Regions from separate parts of the Mus musculus genome. Here region 2 is linked to region 1. The links are chromatin contacts, called in public HiChIP or PLAC-seq maps. All regions are on one chromosome and are shown on one strand. The core of a region is the stretch at or near the end of the contact, and the rest is flanking DNA. Distances in the headings are between cores, read along the strand shown. Region 1 overlaps Smarca4 (SWI/SNF related, matrix associated, actin dependent regulator of chromatin, subfamily a, member 4). Region 2 overlaps Kank2 (KN motif and ankyrin repeat domains 2).

Region 1 (7,014 bases), core at 1,174-3,673:
GTGGACACAGCATACGCCTCCAATCCTAGCATTTAAGGGTGGAGGAGGAAGATCTAGAATTCGGGGCTAAGCAGGCTGTGGTGGCTCTGCACTTGGGAGGCAGAGACAGGCAAAGCTGAGTTTGAAGCTAGCCAGAGGCTAAGCCAGACCTACATAGTGAGTTCTAGGACAGCCAGGGTTATGTAGAGCAGACCTGTCTCAAAACAAAATAGCAATTAAAAAAACAAACTGGGAGGCTGGAGAGATGGCTCAGTGGTTAAGAGCACCGATTGCTCTTCCAGAGGATCTGAGTTCAATTCCCAGCAACTACATGGTGGCTCACAACCATCTGTAATGGGATAGGATACCCTCTTCTGGTGTGTCTGAAGACATCTACAGTGTACTCACATACATAAAATAAATAAACAACTCTTTAAAACAAACAAACAAACAAACTGGGCTGGAGAGATGGTTCAGTGGTTAAGAGCATTGACTGCTCTTGCGAAGGTCCTGAGTACAGTTCCCAGCAACCACATGGTGGCTCACAACCATCTACAATGGGATCTGATGCCCTCTTCTGGTGTGTCTCAAGACAGATACAGTGTACTCGTATGCATAAAATTAAATAAATAAATCTTTAAACAAACAAACAGGCCGGGCATGGTGGTGCACACCTTTAATCCCAGCACTTGAGAGGCAGAGGCAGGCAGATTTCTGAGTTTGAGACCAGCCTGGTCTACAAAGTGAGTTCCAGGACAGCCAGAGATACACAGAGAAACCCTGTCTCAAAAAAACAAACAAATAAATTTATTTATTTATTGTTATATCGAAGTACACTGTAGCTGTCTTCAGACACACCAGAAGAGGGCATCAGATCTCATTACGGATGGTTGTGAGCCACCATGTGGTTGCTGGGAATTGAACTCAGGACCTTTGGAAGAGCAATCGGTGCTCTTAACCACTGAGCCATCTCTCCAGCTCTGAAATACATATTTCTAAGGAAGGCCACTGTCCCCAAATGCTGATTGGCAGGATAATTTGTCACAGATGTTTGTGGATTCTAGGCTTATAAGCTATGTGGCACCGGGCGGTGGTGGCACAAGTCTTTAATCCCAGCACTTGGGAGGCAGAGGCAGGCAGATTTCTGCTACAGTCTCCAACTCGCAGAGACAGGAACAGCACGGACACCAAGACGAGTTCACGCAGCTTCCTTCGTTTTACTTGCAGCCTTTTTACTTAGGGCAAGGGCTATATTTATACAGTAGGGGCAACGGAGCTCATCTCACTCCACACTACCTCATCCAATCAGAATCACACATGCTCCAGGCACGAGCTCAGGTCGGTCACAAATAGGCTGACAGATCCTGATCACGAGGAATAATCTAACTTGGCAGGCAGCTTACGCATGCAGGTTCACTGCGCAGTTTGGGCAAGGTAGTAAACATGTGGGTTTCACAGGACCTGGGTGCCATCTTGGCTCATGAGGCCGCACTTGCTTTCCGCAGATTTCTGAGTTCGAGGCCAGCCTGGTCTACAGAGTGAGTTCCAGGACAGCCAGGGCTATACAGAGAAACCCTGTCTCGAAAAACAAAACAAAACAAACAGCAAAACAAACAAACAAAAGAGCTATGTGGCATTCTGGCTGGGGGTTGCAGTCTCAGCTCCCAACTCTAACCTGCATCCCCAATCAATCAGTCCTGAGGTGTGTGTTCAATAAACTACACCTATTTGATTGACACTGTTGTCCATGTGGTTTGTGGGGCAATTCCTAGACTTCAACAGTTCCCAGCACCCACATGGTAACTGGTGCCCAGCCTTAGCATAACTGACTCCATGATGTAAGTACCGATCAGGACATAAAACTCAGCATATAGATGCAACAATAGCCAAAAGCAAAGACTTAACCCATCAATGTCTACAGTTGTGGGAACGTCTTTAAATGCACTAATCTTGCTTTCATTTTCTACCATGGGTGGTCAGAGTCAGCAGCGAGCCCCTTTACCTGCCTTAGCTATCCTGGTAGCCCGATTTTTTTTTTTTTTTTGTCTTTGAGACAGGGTCTCATTATGTAACCCAGGTTAGCCTCAAACTCACAGAGATCACTTGCCTCTGCTTCCTGAGTGATGGATTTAGAGGCATGTGTCATCTTGCCAGGCCCAGAGTGTTTTTTTTCTTTTTAATCATAATTTTGTTTTTTATTTTTTATAACGTGTTTTGTCTGCAGGGTTTCTCTGTGTAGCCCTGGCTGTCCTGGAACTCACTTTGTAGCCCAGGCTGGCCTCAAACTCAGAGATTCATCTGCCTCTGCTTCCCAAGTGCTGGGATTAAAGGCGTGCACCAGCACAGCTGGGCTTTTGTTGGGTGGTGGTGTGATGGGCGGTGCCTGTGGGTATCACAGGACAGGTTTATGGAATGCTGGAGTGCATCCCAGGAAAGCTGAGTGCTCTACACACTGGGTGGCACACAGCCCTGCTCATCCGAATCGAGCAGGTTGTGTCTTCTATGACACAGTGCAGAAATCTGCTGGGATTCAAGGGAAGAAGGACCTGGGGACTTCCCTGTAGTTTGGAATGTGACTTTTGGGTGGAGCTTGTGGGGTGGCCCCCACCTGGACTACCTGTGAAATGGATAGAAACCTTCAGACTCAGCAATCTGGAAGGCTCAGGTACTGAGTGGGGCCAGCAGGGGGGAGGAAAAGGCCATCATAAGCCAGCAGGGGTGGGGCCGGAAGGGGCGTCACCAACTTCAGGCAAAGGGCAGTTTAGGACTACTACTCTGACCTGTCTGTCATCCCCATGGCCCATGGCCCTATGACACCTGGCTGTGCACGTGATGCTCAATCCAAAGTATACCTGGTGCCTGCATTAGGTCACTTCACTTTCTTCTAAACCCAATCCTAGCTTCTTGCCTCTCAGATGAGAAAGGACAGATTCTGGCATCACGAACCAGCCATTCAGTTGTGCAGCACAGCTGGATGTATGGGTGTTTATAGTGAAATTCAAAGACACGGGAGCTTTCTGATCCTGAAGCAGCAGCTATAATCTCTCTCCCTCTCTCTCTCCCTTTCTTTCTTTCTTTCTTTTTTTTTTTTTTTAGACAGGGTTTCTGCGTAGCCCTGGCCATCCTGGTACTTGCTGTGTAAACCAGGCTGGCCTCAGACTCAGAGATCTGCGTGTGCCTGCCTCCTGAGTGCTGGGATTAAAGGGTTGCACCACGGTTTCCATCTGCTCTATACTTCTGACAGAAGAGACGAAAGGTCACATAGAGCCTGTTGGGGTGATTTTGGACTTTGCTGCTCTTTATAATGAATAACCACTCTGGTCTGTTTTGCCTTCCCTGTGAAGGGCTCACTTTTACATGTATGCACATATGTATGGATGTATTTAATGTGTGTAGGGGGCTCATATGTGAAGGGGAGAAACTTATGGGAGTGGATTGTTGCCTTCACCAACTGGGCAGGCTGTGCGTTCTATGCCTTTACACAGCTTGCTGCCCGGACTACAATTCAAAGCCCATTTAGTCATTTTTATTTTACGTATATGAGTTAGCCTGCATGTACCATGTGCGCGTGCCTGGTGCTGTGAGCTGCCATGTGAGCTCTGCAAACCAAATCTGGGTCCTCTGCAGGAACAGCAAATGTACTTAGCTACTGAGCCATCTCTCCAACCAACCCAAGACCCACATTTTACTACATTCCATTAAAAAAACTGTGTTTAGAGTTCAAGAACTCCTAGGCTAACTCATATACATAAAATAATAATGAATAAACGTGTTTTGAATTGTGGTGGTCTAGGAAACTGGCATAAAGGCATAGCACACCTGACACCAGAGAGATTCAACCTGAGGGAGTGGAATCTCTCCTTCCTCCACCTGGACTCTGCAAAGCAAACTCAGCCTGTCAGGCTTGGCAGCAAGTACCTGTAACTGCTAGGCTAGCTCTCTGGTCCCCAGGACACTTTTTTGAATTTGGAGACAAGTTCTCATCATGCAGTACTTGCTATGTACACTAAGCTACTATTGAATGCAGAGATCTTCCCACCCCTGCAGGGACTGGAAGCATGCATCACTCCGCCTGACTGTAGAACTCATGTTTAGTTTATGTGCTTTGCTATGTATATCTTGTGGGCTATATGCATGCAGTACCCCGAGGCAAGAAGTGGGCACTGAACCTCCTAGGACTGGAGGAACAAATGGTTGTGAGCCTGTGTGTGGGTGCTGGGAATTGAACTTAGATCCTCTGGAAGAGTACCCAGTGCTCTTAACTGCTCTCCAGTCCCTAGAACTCTTTTTTTTTTTTTTTTTTTTTTTTCTTGTTTTTTTGAGACAGGGTTTCTCTGAGTAGCCCTGGCTGTCCTCGAACTCAGAAATCTGCCTGCCTCTGCCACCCAAGTGCTGGGATTAAAGGTGTGCGCCACCACCGCCTGACTCCTAGAACTCTTTAATTTTTCCCCCAAGACAGCTTCTCTGTATTCCCTTCTTGTATAGCCCAGGCTGTCTTGAAACTTACTCTGTAGACCAGGTTGGCCTTGGAAGATAAATTCAAGAGCACTAGCTAGGTGGTACAGGCCTGCAATCTCAGCATTTGGGATCATCATGAGTTAACAGCAAGCTGCACCTCCATACCAAGTTTAAGGTCACCCTGGCCTACGTGAAACTGTCTCATAACAATATAAAGCAGCCTTGGTAGAACTTTAATCCCAGCACTTGAGAGGCAGAGGCAGGTGATCTCTGTGAGTTCAAGGCCTACTGGTCTCCACAGAGTTCCAGGACAGCCATGGCTACACAAGAGAAACTCTACCTTGAAAAACCGAAAATAAAGAAATGAATAAATCCACCAGCTTTTGCCTCCTGGGATTAAAGGTGTATACTATATGCCTGGCCCCAGAACAAATTTTTTGTTATTTTGAGACAGGGCCTATGAACCCTATGAATCTTGGAATTCACTATACAGGCCTTGAAATCGGAGATCTTTGCCTCTGCTGCCACACTCTCGGATCTTTCCCTCCTGGGAAGTCTCCTGTGGGGTTTGTTGTACAGTGTGTCTCTGTGGTATTCCTTGGCTCTAGACTTCCAGGAGACCTTTCTCTTCAGAGCTGTAAGACCTTGGGACAAACTTCCACCACTGGAGTGGAGTACAACACTTCTCTTGGAGTACAACACTTCCCCTTTCGCCTTAGAGCTGTCACACAACTGTGGCTCCCAAGGCAGCTGGTAGCTACGGATGGCCAAAGACTGAGCGGTAATGGAGAACTGGAGGGCAAAAGGGCTGCAGGCAGAACTGGGGCTTATAGGCACAGAACCAAGGCAAGTCCTACTTATTTATTTCAGTCTTCATTTAAAAGAATGCTTCTTTTTGAGATTGGAGAAATGGCTCAGTGGTGAAGAGTACTAACTGCTGTTGCAAAGGCCCAGGAACCCACACAGTTGCTCACAGCCTCATGTGACTCCAGTTCCAGATCCAATGCCCTCCCTTGACCTCTGTAGGCTCTAGGAATGTACTTGATACACACACACACACACACACACACACACACACACACACACACACATTCAGGCAAAACATTCACACAAAAATGTCTATAATTTAAAAAAGAATTATTTTACGTATGTATGTATATATACACATTCATATGTGAGGGCATGGGCATCGCATCGGGTAAGAGGGCAATACTGAATGTGGGCTCTGATTCATTTGAAGCAGGGTCTTGTCACTGCCTGGCATGCTAGTTGGAGCGCCTGGGGTTCCTCTTTGTGCCTTCATCTTAAGAGCACAGGACTGCAGGACTAAATTAGCCTGGCCCTGTGCCTGTGGCACTTTCGCCTATGGTACCATCTCCCCAGTGCAAGTCATGGACTGCCTCCGTGTGGATGTGTGTGTCCCGTGTATGTAATTCAGTGTGTGTACATCTGCACATGAGGGCCAGAGGTGGATGCTAGGCATCATCTTTGATTGCTTTCCACGTACACATTGAGGTGGAGGCTCTAACTTGAAGCTCACTGACTTGGCTTGTTTAGGGTGTGTGGGTGATGGGAATGCAAAACCCATACACCTGGCAAGGCAAGTACTTTGCCCATAAGTTAGACCCAGTTCCTAAAAGTCTTTCTTTCTTCTCTGTGGCCCCGGAGCCACTGCTGACAGCAAGGAGTCCAGGGAGCCAGTGGTGGCTTGTCATTGCTTTAATTTATTACTGTCTGACTCCAGTGACACTGACATACCCGCTGGGCCTGTGAGCCTCCTGGAGAGCTGGCCCTGTCCAGTAAGATACAGTACAAGGAGCGGCCGGCACGCGCATGCATCCACTGAGCTACAGTGACTGGGGCCTGGGGAGGTGGATGGTGCTCCCAGGAGGTCCCCTCTCTAGACAGTTAATGCTGGTAGAGACTCGAGGCCAGGCCAGGGCCGACAGACAGGCCTATACTTCTCTGCCTAAAAATGTGGAAGATTGCATGTGTACAGTTCTCCAAGTTCGAAACTACATCTGGTGCTACCCATCACTGCTAAGGGCTACTCCATCTTGGCTGGGACGAGCGCCTCGGGGTCAGGACTCAGGAATGTCTGGTTCAGTCTTCCTCACTGCCACTTCCTGAGCGGTCCTGAAAGAACAGGGGGAATAGTTTGTGAGTAGGCTGCGGCCTAGGCACTCTCCCTTGTCCATGGTGTTCTCAATGCTGTGGAAGGGCCTAGATCCTTAAGGGATAAATTATCTTACTGTGGCAAAAAAAAAAAAACTGCATCAAGGAGGCTGGCAAGACGACTCAGCAGTTAAGAGCACTGATTACTCTTCCAAAGGTCCTGGGTTCAAATCCCAGCAACCACATAGTGGCTCACAACCATCCTTAACGAGATCTGACTCCCTCTTCTGGAGTGTCTGAAGACAGCTACAGTATACTTACATATAATAAATAAATAAATGAATCTTTGAAAAAAAAAAAAAGAAAACTGCATCAAAACTTGGACCTTGCCCTGCACCATGGTAGGGACAGGCCAACATGGAACCCCATAAGAGGCAGCCACTCATTATAGCCATTCTTGAG
Region 2 (7,014 bases), core at 2,431-4,930, 80 kb before region 1:
GAATCCCCCTTGAGGGGCTCAGGGTGACCCATGGTAATAGCACAGCTGCCTGGTGCTGTGAGGCCCTGGGCTCTGGCCCTGGCCCTGTGAATCCAGTTGTGTAGTCTGGCCGTGGGTGCTCCCGGTCAGCTCTAGGTTCTGTAGTGTCCTTTGACTGAATATAGTCAGGTGTGGTAGCACAGGCTTATAAGCCCAGCACTCAGGAGGCTGAAACAGGGGGACCGCCTCAGCTTCAAGACCAGCCTGGGCTACTGAGTGAATCTTACACAGGAAATGCTAAAGTAGGTGATGGAGAAGATAGAGCCTCTAGGGCAGAGAATCGAGAAGAGGCCCCAGGCCAGGCACAGCCCAGGATCCAAGTCCCCGGGATCAAGAAGAACTTGGGCTAGTGAATGATCTAGAAAGTGGAGGGCAAGAGTGAGCTGCTGGAGGAACCTAAGCAGCCAGGGGTGAGTGAGTGTCACGGACTCCTGATTTGGGGCAGCAGTATCAGAAACAAAATATGGTGTTTGCTGAGGTTGATGGGCCTGATGATACATCATGGAGCAGTCCTTGGAGGAAGAGGCAGGGGGAGGTGACCTCTTTAGCATCTAGTGAGAGCTATGTTTCTCAGCAGAGCAGGAATTTACTTTCTCCAGCTGAAGAGTCGGGGAAGCCCCCACCTCCACAAACACACAGACACATCCCCAGGCTGGAGAGAGGTAGGCAAGATGGAGTGAAAGACCTGGAGTCCTGTATGCACGTGCACACACACACACACACACACAAACCTTACAGCCAAGAGTGGTGGCAACACTCCTTTAATCCCAGCATTCTGAAGTCAGAGACAAGTAGGTCTTTGAGGTTGAGGCCAGCCTGGGCTATATAGTGAGCTCCGGGACAGCCAGCTATGGCTCAAGCAAGACCCCCACTCAAGCAACAAAAATGTGATTTATTTTCTTTGTAGAAGGATTGGAAAGTACAGAAAAATCTAGAATACCTTGGAGTAGCTGCTTTCTACATTTTGGGTTGTTCTGTTTTGCTGAGCCAGGGTCCCACTCCAGTCCAGGCTAGCCTGGAACTCATGGTCATGCTGCAGCCTCAGCTTTTCCGAGTATTGGGGTGCCAGGGGTGCGCAACCAGCACAGCTCCCACCCTTGGCTGCTGTGCCTCGCACACGCTGGGCCAGCATCCTACCTGGGCCGTGCTCCAGCCCCAGCTCTAAATTTCTATTTTATAGTTTAATTCATTAATTTAGAGGCAGTGTCTCAGGTAGCCCAGGATAACCCTGCTCTCCTGATCCCCAGGCCTCTTCCCCTTGAGTGCTGGATGCGGGAGTGAGCCACCATGCCTGTTTCACAGGGTGCTGGGCATGATACCCAGGGCCTGGAGCAGGCTCGCACGTGTCCTCCCACCCCAGCCTCAGTCCTGTGTTTATTTTGTAGGAGTGTGTGTGTGTGTGTTTGGGACAGTTCTATTTTGTAGCCCAGGCTGCTCTTTTGCCTGCCTCTTGTCTGGCTTGCCAAAGCTGGGACCTCAGGCTTGAGCCACCATAGCCAGCCTGAATTTTTCAAATGCATAAAAGAAAAGTATGTTTTTAGTATCTGGCACCACAAAGCTGGTGGAGATTATTGTTTTGTTTGATTGTATTTATTTTTTCAGCTGCAGTGGAACCCAGGTCTCGTACATCCTGGGCAAGTGCTCTGTTCCTGGGCCGGGCCCTGAACCTGGACCTCTCATGTTTTCCTTTTGTTTTTCCCCAGCCACATAAAAATGCAAAGGCTACCGAGCATCATAGCACATATAGCCTACCAAGCTCATTTCTGCACTTGGGAGACTGAGGCAGGAGGATTGTGGTGAGTCCTAGGTACTTCTAGGGCTACATAGCAAGATGCCATCTTGCTTTAGAGAGAACAGAGAACGGAATGGAAAAGAAAGAGGATGTAGATAAACACTGGCTTGGGCCGTCTTGGCTGGAGAGGGTGTGTGGAGATGGAGGCAGAGGATCAACGGTTAGAGGACGCAGAAAATAAAAAAGGAAAAGCTTTGTAGTGGTGGCACACACCTTTTAATCCCAGCACTGGAGGCAGAGGCAGGCAGATTTCTGAGTTCGAGGCCAGCCTGGTCTACAGAGCGAGTTCCAGGACAGTGAGGGCTACATAGGAAAACCCCGTCTTGCAGAAAACACAGAAAGAAAGAACAAAGGAAGTTCTTTTCACTTTTCCTGCGTTTATTGTTTTAAGAGAGAATCAAAGGGCGGCCTGGGGTACATAATATTCTGCCTCAAAAATACACATAAAATAAAACCAGGGGCTGGAGAGGTGGCTTCGCAATTAAGAGCGCTGGCTGCTCTTATGAGGACCTGTTTGCCTCTTGGCAGCCGCACCAGGAGCCTCCCCAGGCACACTCTTGATTAAAAATAAATCTTAGAAAACACCGACAGACACAGTTGTCCAACAGCACGGTGTGTGCAGTCTTGCTGAGCTCGGCTTGCCCATTTTTTCAATTATAGCTTTCATCTCAATCCAGTCATTATATATGTTTTTCATTTTTCTTCTGTTTTGTTTTTTTGTTTTCTGAAACAGGGACTTTCCTGTGTACTGTAAGCCTCCCACAGCCTGAGTCCCCTCCTCAGCACTGGGGTCACAGATGCCCACTGCCATGCGTGGCCATCATACTTTGTCCCCTATTGAATGACTTACAGACGTATTTATTTGTTCCGGGTGTATGTGCGGGCATGTGTGGATGTTCGAGCAGGGCTTTGGGAAGACATCTTTCTCCTACCATGTGGGTCCAAGAGATCAATCTAAGCTAGACACTTAGCAGCTCCTTTCTTCACTGACCCATCTCGCCCGCCCCACATTTTGCTTTTTGAAGATGATGTTTCCCTGTGCTTCCCTGGCTGGCTACCAAACAATCCTCCTGCCTCACCCTCTCCATTCCCTGGGCCCTCAGGCATGTGCCACCACCCCAGGCCTTTTAATGACTTTGCTGCACCCCACCTTCAAGCTGCTAATTTAGATATTCCGTGTCCTTGAAAAACATTCTCGGTGCCTGCCTGATTTCCTTAAATGGTCTTGTGTTTCAGAAAAACAAGATTCTCTCTCTGTTTCTTGTTTTTTCCACTTTAATTTTTTTTTCCTCCAGTGCTGGGATGGGGCTGTGGACATCTTGCAAGCCAGGCGAGAACCATGCGGCTGAGTGCGGCTCCTGTATTTTATTACGTCTATTAATTACCTTTGGAGGGTAATGTGTGGCAGTTAGAGGGCAGTTTGGGGGGGGGGGTCCGTTCTCTTCTTCCACACTGTGGTCCTGAGGATCAAACTCAGGTCACCAGGCCTGACAGCAAGCCCCTTTGTGGGCTGAGCCACCTTGTCAGCCCTGCGTCCAGCAGTTTCTCTGGGAATCTGAATCCAGGCTGTCTGTTGGCTCTTGTGGCTGACCTGCTGAGTCGCCACCCCAGCCCCTTTATTTGTTTTGTTCTTAGGTTAAGTCTTACAGTTGTGCAGCCTAGCCTCTAATCCACCTTAGCTGGGTGGCCTTTGACCTGTTATCCTCCTGGGTGGGGAAAGGGGTGGGGTGGGGGTGTTGAGCACACGTGAGGAATGTGGTGTGAGCCCCTCGTGAGCATCCCGAAAGCAGCAGCCACAGGCTTTGGTTTGAGATGGAGTGCCTTGTTTGCTCCATCCGCCCCCCTGCTGGCCGACTTAGGGTTCTGCAGCTGCACGCCCATCTCTCCATAGCTGCCCTGGGATCACACACACAGCCCTGCTGGGGTTTGAGGATTTGAACTCAGAACCTAAGGCTTACACTGCAGGGGTGCTTTGCTCACTGAGGCATCTCCCCAGCACAAGGGATTTTTAAAAATTGTTACATTTTTATTTATTGGGGGAAGAGGGGTGTCAGAGGCTAACTTTCAGGAGTCAGGCTTGGCAGCAAGCACCTTTAACCTAGGAGCCCTCTTGCTGGGCCTAGAAAAGGTTTATTTTTCCCTACTGTTATTTCTGACCTGAAGCTGTTTGAATGCACAGATGCAGAGTGCTGAGACACGGGCCACTGGAGGCCTGCCGTTGCTGCCGTTGTGTTGGTTTTGCTTTGCTTTGGTTTGGTTTTTCCAAAACAGGGTTTCTCTGACTAGCCCTGGTGATCCTGAAACTCACTCTGTAGACCAGGCTGGCCTTGAACTCAGAAATCCGCCTGCCTCTGCCTCCCAAGTGCTGGGATTAAAGGCATGAACCATCATCACCTGATATTATTTCAACATGTGAACACCCAGCTGGGGTTGGAAGGAACCTTTTTTGTTTAGTTGGGGGTTGTGTTTTTTTTTTTTTTTTTTTTTTTTTTTTTTTTTTTGGTTTTTCGAGACAGGGTTTCTCTGTGTAGCCCTGGCTGTCCTGGAACTCACTCTGTAGACCAGGCTGGCCTTGAACTCAGAAATCTGCCTGCCTCTGTCTCCCAAATGCTGAGGTTAAAGTTGTGTGCCACCACTGCCCCGACGGAAGGAACCTTTTAAGCCTAGTTTGTTGGTTTTTCTTCTTTCTCTTCTTCACACAAGCTCTTGCACATACATAGCACATATTTGTATACATGTATGCAGATAGATAGATAGACAGATAGACAGACAGATAGGCTGGACTCACATTCCTCGTGCCTCAGACTCCTAGCCCTGGAGCCTGGATTACAGGGACAACCTAGCACACAGACTATATCTAAGATTTATCGTTGCTCCTTTTTTTTTTTTTTTCTTCGAGACAGGGTTTCTCTGTGTAGCCCTGGCTGTCCTGGAACTCACTTTGTAGACCAGGCTGGCCTCGAACTCAGAAATCCTCCTGCCTCTGCCTCCCAAGTGCTGGGATTAAAGGCGCACCACCACCGCCCAGCGTTGCTCCTATTTTTTATCCTCGAGATGCATGGTGTGTTTGGGGGAGGCAAGCATGTTGCTACCGAAGACATGCCAGTGTCAGACGCCAGTCCTCACCTTCTGCTTCTCTCTTGTTTACTGCTGGTTCCCCAGGCTAGCCCAAGGGCTTCCAGTGGTTTCCCATCTTGCCATAGGAATTGCAGACTTCCACCACTATGTCCAGCTTACACATAAATGAACTCAGGTCATCAGGCTAGTTCCCTTACCCACTGAGCTGCCCTGCCAGCCCTCCAGCCCCCAGCATTCAAAATCTGCAGCTCTAAGCCAAGCATAGTGGGGCACGCCTGCTATGCCAGCCCCCAGGACTGAGACAAGAAGCTCTCTAGGACAAGGTAGGCCTGAGATGTAAAGAAATACCCACAAAACAGCAGCAGCAAGAGCCTGAGGATGTAATTTGGTTGGTAGAATGTAGCCCCAGAATGCAGGAAGTGCTGGCTTCTATCCCAGAGCTTGGGAGGTAAAGGCAGTGAGTTCAAGGCCAGCCTGGACCACATGAGACTCGGTCTCAAAAAAGACAATGAGCAAGCCAGAGCCACAGCTCAGTTAAGAATACTGCAATAGTGTACACAACCCAGGTTCCATCCCCAGGACCGCAAAACAATAATAATAAATAAGTAAATGAGAATTTTGAAGCACCCAGCCCTAGTGCCTGGCTCACAAAGTAAATTCAACTCCCTGTTAGCTGAGGCACCACACCCTGGACTATACTGCTTTTGGACACATTTGTAGCCAAGTATCCCACCCCACCCTGTCCTGTCCACACTCAGCCTGTGTAGAGAAAGCACTCTAAGCTACTTGCAGAACTTGAGTAGCGCCCAGGAACTTCAGGAAGCAATGAATTGCTTCTGTTACCGGAGAAAAAGAAAAAAAAAAAAAAAGTTAGTGGCACTAGCTTCTACCTTTAATCCTAATACTGAGGCAGGCCATCCCTCAGGCCAGCCAGGGTTACACAGTGAGACTCTTTCTCTGAAAACAAAACATTGAATCTTAAAAAAAAAAAAATTAACTATTAAAGAGAACTTCCACTCTTGGGCCCTTGGCGGAGCTGGACCCATAGGAGGACATGAGTGCCTTAAGAAGGAGGGGCACAGAGCCACAGCAGTATGACAAGGGCCATAGGCAGCAAAGTGAAGTGGAATCACACTGAGCCCACACTTAGTGGCTTGGGTACTGCACGTCCTTGGAGACTGGGCCCAAGAAGTCACATGTGTCGGGTGTGGTAGTACACGCCTTTGATCTCACACTCCTGAGGGAGAGACCAGACACTCTGTCTGATTTTGGTGCCAGCTTGGTCACATAGTGAGTTCTAGGCCACCAAAGTTACACAGTGAGACTGTGTTTGAAAAAAAAAACAAAGTGCAGAGAGATGGCCAGAGGTTAAGAGCACTGGCTGCTCTTGCAGAGGCCCAGGTTCAATTCCCAGCACCCACATGGTGGCTCACACCATCCAGTTCCAAGGAAGCTAATGGATGCTCTTTCTCTTTTGTGCAGGCACCAAGATGCACACAGTGCATAGACAGACAGACAGACATACACAGACAAACAGACATGCACAGACATACATTCAGGCAACACACATGCACACACTAAAAAAAATCTGTAAAACTTAGAATAAATGATATGTGGAGTAAAAGTGCCCCCTTCCATGTGTGTGTTACATGTGTGTTACGTGTGTGTGGGAGCCTCTGTGGACAGGGCAGTGCTCATTCATGTCAGGTTGCCAGCCTTGTACAGCAAATGCCCTTATCTTCCTTGCTGGTAAAGCCATCTTGGTGGCCACTCCAGCAGCAGAAGGCGCATTTATAATGATCTGCAGTTGACCATCTCCAGAGCTTGCTTTCTTTTTATTGAAACAGAGTCCTGCTACGCAACCTTGACTGGCCTGGAGCTTGCTGTGTAGACCAACCTGATGTCAGTCTCACAGAGAGCTTCTATCTCTGCCCCTGCCCCTGCCCCTGCCTCTCCAGTGCTGGGATTAGAGGCCTGCGGCACCGCACCAAACCTACTATACTTTTATCTTCTCCTAGTAAAATTTTGGCAGAGCGGGGTTTTGATTTGATTGGTTGATTGATTGCGGTGCTGACTTTGGAACCCGAGGCCTCCCATGCTAGACA

Evidence for each region. HiChIP or PLAC-seq counts read pairs in DNA pulled down with a chosen protein or histone mark.
Region 2: an H3K27ac HiChIP or PLAC-seq map of embryonic stem cells shows a contact between it and region 1, with 6 read pairs. The contact joins two enhancer-like sites. A contact is called at or near these places in 1 of 39 promoter capture datasets (embryonic stem cells), 8 of 484 Hi-C or Micro-C datasets (Th2 cells, bone marrow-derived macrophages, embryonic stem cells and 4 more), 8 of 115 datasets of contacts at active chromatin or transcription factors (the 230-238 cell line, craniofacial prominence, embryonic midbrain and 3 more) and 3 of 9 other capture datasets (adipose tissue, liver and pancreatic islet).

What each region holds. Positions count from the first base shown.
Region 1 is chr9:21,702,495-21,709,508 of GRCm38.p6, reverse strand. Smarca4 (SWI/SNF related, matrix associated, actin dependent regulator of chromatin, subfamily a, member 4) reads right to left here. Exons shown (of 34, transcript NM_001174078.1): 34 at 5,279-6,573. The coding sequence ends at 6,541. Among named protein-coding and RNA genes, the nearest start is that of Gm26511, 17 kb to the left of the region's middle. Within about 2 kb of position 2,423, at least 14 of the 459 cell types and tissues checked have an H3K27ac peak or open chromatin away from gene starts, as enhancers often do. A contact at or near this core is called in embryonic stem cells, where this site is marked.
Region 2 is chr9:21,783,762-21,790,775 of GRCm38.p6, reverse strand. All of the region lies in intron 3 of Kank2 (KN motif and ankyrin repeat domains 2), which reads left to right. Among named protein-coding and RNA genes, the nearest start is that of Kank2, 11 kb to the left of the region's middle. Within about 2 kb of position 3,680, at least 52 of the 459 cell types and tissues checked have an H3K27ac peak or open chromatin away from gene starts, as enhancers often do. A contact at or near this core is called in embryonic stem cells, where this site is marked.